2 separate regions of the Drosophila melanogaster genome follow, and region 2 is linked to region 1. The links are chromatin contacts, called in public Hi-C maps. All regions are on one chromosome and are shown on one strand. The core of a region is the stretch at or near the end of the contact, and the rest is flanking DNA. Distances in the headings are between cores, read along the strand shown.

Region 1 (2,532 bases), core at 16-2,515:
TTAAGGATAACTCTCTTCCATTCAGTGCCGTAGGTTCCTAGAAAATGCGCAAAATCTCATTTATTGACATGGACATGGCATGAACACCTGAATTTCTGGCTGGGGGTTATGACTGGCCACCTCATTGAGGGCAGTCAACTTTTAATTGTCGACCCCAATTCGTGGCCGAAATCAATAAGCCAATGGCCCCAGGCGAAACTTTCAGTAGCATTCTGTGGCTCAGTCGTTGTGGAAGTTATACAGATTAGCTTGAGAGACATAGTGAGTTCACTTAAGCTAATTAAACACTTTTCGCTTTGTTCTATAGGTGGTAAAACTTAAAATGATTTCCATTTCGAAAAAAAGTAAGATCATTGGAATTTAAGTAACTACTACATTTAGTTTGTCAATGCTTGAGTTCATTCAAAAACTAAAATTTGTGTTACTTTTAAAAATTGCATCGACAACAGCTGCACTACATCTACATTTTTCGACATGGAATTACAATATGGTAGGGATTCCTAGGATATACTTGGATTATTTGGCTCACAGCTCCTCCTTGTCGCCCTTGGCTTTTTCCCTTTTGGCCTTTTTAGCCTCCGGAGGAGCAAGCTGCTCCTTGAGGCATTCCCTTTCGGCCTTTTTCTTGAGCACATGGTCCTCGCAGAGATGCTTCTTCAGTGACTTCTCATCCTGGTGCTTAAAGTACCATTCGCTGATGGTTTCCTCGTACTCCTCCAGTAGGTTTTCGCACTGGGTCTTCATTTGGGTGACCTCCACCGGGGGCTTGTCCCACAGCTCGTAGGGTATTCCCAGATCCACCTTGACGCCCTTGTCCACAAGGCCATGGAGCGTCTGGAAGGTCTGGGACATACCTTTGGCGAATCTCGTGCTGTCAGAGCGTTCCTTGTGCAGATTGTACTCCAACACTCGCTCGCACACGTTCTCCAGGGACTCGAGCAGTCGCAGTTCGCTGCGCCGGTATTCAGTGCGCTTCTTGGGCTTCACATCGTCAACGGAGTATCCGATTTCGATGACGTCGTGCGACTTGCCGGTCTCTCCAAGTCGAGCTTCCAATTCGGTGGCCAGGATTTTGCAGGCTTCGCAGCGGTTTGCGTAGCGAACGCCTTGCTCCTCCTCGGGCGAATCAGCTCCGGCTAACTGCAGGACGACCCAGAGTGTTACAAAGCCAGGCAGTCTTTTGAGGAGCATTTTCACTGCTTGATAAATTCCAAAAAAACAATAATAAACCTGACGTGGAAATGCCGCTCGCGAGAAGACCAGTGCTGCAAAACACCAACAACCGAACGGAACCGACGACTTAGCTTTTTCCCGCCAATACCTTTAAAATAATCTATATCAAATCTATTTTCTTTTTTATGATTTATTATCCTACATACATTTAAAAAAAACTTTTATTTTATTTTATTTGTTTATTAAAACAGAAGTCATGCTTAAACGGTTTATTAAAATTGAATCAATATGGTTTTATTATGAATGCCGAAACATTTTATCTGTAACAAGATGCAGCTTTCAAATTAACGAACCAGATGTTCTTACGTTGTTTAAATGCAATTAAAAAATTCCCATAACATTTCTATCCATTCCAATATGTTCTCTGTTAAAGACATTAAAAATCCCACGATAATTGAAAATTCGGTTAATGGTCGCCTTGTTTTAAAAAACAAACAGCTGGAATTAGTTCAAAGTCCAGTAAATGACTATTGAGGATCGCTGTTTTCGAACTCGGTCTGAAATACGCTGGGTATTTGATTGACCATGTCACTGGCCAGTAGGCTGCGGCCAAACTTTTGAAATGCAGCCGCGTTTAACTTTTTCACAAAGTAACTAGAGGCACATGCAGCTACCAGGGCGGGATTGGGTTCACCCGACTGCAGTGACCACGAGAAGAAGGTGGCCAAAGATCCGGAGAGCAGGTCACCTTGTCCACCGCACCTGCGACCGGAACCGCCGCTAGGCATTGAGTGAACTTCGTTGCAGTGAGGGAGATAGATCTTGTCGTTGGCGCCCTTCTCCAGGACAGTTACTCCGGCTCCCAGGAGGGACATTTTCTGGCGCGCCGCCTGGTCATCCTCGCCAAACAGTCTCTGGAACTCCATGACATTTGGCGTGAGTATGACATTCGGCTGTCCACAGATCAGATTCAGATTGTCGTTGAGCAGAAACAGTCCATCGGCGTCTATGACAACTGGTTTCTTGGTGTCCATGCACAGCTTGAGTACGTTGGATGCCGTCTTCAGGATGCCCGGCTCCCGACCCAGTCCAGGTCCAATAACCTTAACGATTCTAAATTTAGCATTTAATTGTATAAATGTAGCATATACGTATGTAGGTGGGGGGGGGGGGCTACTCACAACGACGTGAAGTCGCTCTAACCAGGGCGCTATTCTCTCCACTGCATCCACACAGTCTAGCACTGGATGCACGATAAGATCGGGACTGTAGGACTTGATAATGGCCGACGCATTTGAATGGCAGAACACATGCGCCAGGTCAGCGCCCACTCTTATCGAGGAAATGGCCGCGAAGTAC
Region 2 (2,532 bases), core at 19-2,518, 160 kb after region 1:
GAAATAGGTGGTTAGGATGGCTATCAGTGAGTGATATGTGTCGAGCCCATAGTTAAAGTAACACAATCCAGCGCCGCATCCAGCAAAGAACATGTGATGCACTGTTTTATCGGCAATAACAGAAATAAATTTTTGATATAATGCTGCCACCGGATAACCTGAAACAAATTATATACATTAGTTGGATTGATTTAGCAATACAAAGTTTAAATCATGTAGTAAACATTTTCAACTAATTTGGAAGCTTCAACGATTCTTTCACGTTTAGTTAACGTTTTTGCATAGCCTGACTGTAATCAAATTCCTATCTAATAGGAATGAGTCACATTTTTATGGAATTTTGGGAGTCATGGTAAAATTTTAAAGGGGTTTGTAATTTATTTAGGAACATTGTTAAGCATTAAATCTTATTGTTACTAAGCAGTTTGTGAAAAAGTTCATTTAACGATACATTTCAATTAAAACCATGCAAGTTGTATATGACCACTGACAAAAAAAAAATCAAAAATAACACAGTCTTCAATGATAGGTACATAATTTATAAACACCTGTGCAAACATATGTATAACGTATATGTGCAATGAATTTGCGTGATATGCGGATATAAATATCCGGAGAAAATATCTTAACTTAATCACTTGACTTTAAGATACTTCGAGTATTCAGTGTCCCTACCAAAAAGCACTGCTGCTGGGGCATCTTACCTGCCAGAATGGTGAGTAGCAGCCGGAGTGCCTCCACGGGAACGCCCACTCCCGAGGCGATCCCGTCCATCAGGCCATTGTGGGGCAAGTCCTCCTCGAATTCCGCCATGCTAAATCTAGAAGAGAAAAGAGTTGCAGTGCTATCAGTGAACTCTACTCGCGTGATTCGGATTCGCTGGGTTATTGCGCTCCAGTCCTTATCACGCCGTAATTGTTGCTGTTGTCATTGGCGCATATTACGCAAACTGATTGTTTTTTGATCATCAAAGGAGTGCGTCAAGGGGCAAGGGGGAGGCTGATTAAGAAAAGAGGAAGAGCAACAGCAACAACAAACGAGTGCACTTGGTCAGGGTCAATGAAAATTCAAATGCAAAGGTCGCATTATCTCGGCGAACCAGTGAACTCGATAATGACGCACTTGCCACCGCACGAACTTGAATATTTTATGCTTATTGATTTCACGGCCAGTTGATGAAAGCGAGCGGGAGCAACAAAATCGAGAGCGGCATGCCAAATTATGGCCAAAATTACCTAAAGTTAAGTTACTAACACTGGAGCAGTGTGGCCGTAGGCGAGAGCACGGAAATTACCCGACTCTAACAGTAATAGGCACACGGATTAACCCACTGTTTCTAACATTTAAAAGTAGTACTTAGGATCCACATATAACCATATATGTTTTTACTATCTACTAAAAACATGCTTTATTTATATTTGATTAAATTTGTTTGCATATTAAAACGAACTGCTAATAACAGTATTTTATGCATTGTTATTAAATAATTCTTTGACATATTTTACATATGTCCCATATTTTTATGAATATATTTTATTTATTTTATTTGAAATAATTACAAATAATGTTTGAATTGCCTAATTACTATTTAATTAATATTAAACTAATATTGTTTTTGCATTATATATAATAAACTAATAATTCTTACACATAATATGTGTAATAATAACTGTACGTACCATATTTTAATGAACACCTAAATATAATACAAATTTTTTTTTAGCGGCGATGGTGAAACTGTGGAATTTTGAACATGGGGACGATTTTTATTTATTTATTTTTTAGTTATTTGGAGGTGAATTTTTGCCGACCGCCGACTGTCTCGTTGTCTGTCCCGATTTCCCTAATCAAATTTTTATGAAATCTTAAAACAATATATATATATATATATAGTAAGTTTTGGAAACTTATAGAAAGAACTTACGATATTAAAAGCGTATTGGCAAGCAATGGGTTAATTGAAAATCGTAATCTCTGCCACACGCATTGCTACGGAATAATTTTGCTACTCCGCTTTGGTCACACTGCTCGGCGACTAAAAATTGAATTGCATGAGAATTTAAAAAGTTTCGTTTAATAAGTAGAGGCATTAGTCAACCGATTCTGGAAATCACAACACGAGGTCAAGGGTCAATGCACAGTCAACCACAAAGGTTGAGCCAAGAAGCGTATATCCCAACAGCTGTTCTGCCGCTGGGTGAGATTACATGTTTACGTTTACGTGTCACTTCGAAAACTGAGATTTGTGAGCATTGTATTAATTTATAATTAATTAATTTCGTTAAATTCACCCGATCCGCAGCAATCCGGATGCCAAACTGGCACACTCGGGGAGCAGTATGCGCCGCAACAACTACCCGTACCAGCCCCTAAACCAGCACCCTTCAGGGCCCCATCCTGCGAGCCACGACGCCTTGGAGGCGGAAAACGAGCAGGCGGCGGAGGAGTTGAAGCAGAAGATCGGGGCCCTGAAGTCCCTCACCATCGATATAGGCAATGAGGTGCGCTACCAGGACAAGCTGCTGCGCGGCA

The links. Hi-C and Micro-C count contacts between places; a contact is called where the count stands out from the background.
Region 2: a contact with region 1 is called in a Hi-C map of the Kc167 cell line, with 5 times the contacts expected there. A contact is called at or near these places in 22 of 107 Hi-C or Micro-C datasets (the Clone 8 cell line, the D17-c3 cell line, the Kc167 cell line and 10 more) and 4 of 7 datasets of targeted methods (the Kc167 cell line and the S2 cell line).

The regions. Positions count from the first base shown.
Region 1 is chr3L:19,094,952-19,097,483 of dm6, forward strand. CNPYb (Canopy b) reads right to left here and starts at 1,266. Exons shown (of 1, transcript NM_140832.4): 1 at 1-1,266. The coding sequence starts at 1,191. The coding sequence ends at 526. Naxd (NAD(P)HX dehydratase) reads right to left here. Exons shown (of 2, transcript NM_140833.3): 1 at 2,355-2,532; 2 at 1,448-2,276. The coding sequence ends at 1,701.
Region 2 is chr3L:19,259,411-19,261,942 of dm6, forward strand. It overlaps nes (nessy), which reads right to left and starts at 1,269. Exons shown (of 4, transcript NM_079433.3): 1 at 1,123-1,269; 2 at 705-820; 3 at 1-158. The coding sequence starts at 813. Bet1 (Blocked early in transport 1) reads left to right here and starts at 1,984. Exons shown (of 2, transcript NM_168789.5): 1 at 1,984-2,245; 2 at 2,303-2,532. The coding sequence starts at 2,340. It also overlaps asRNA:CR45210.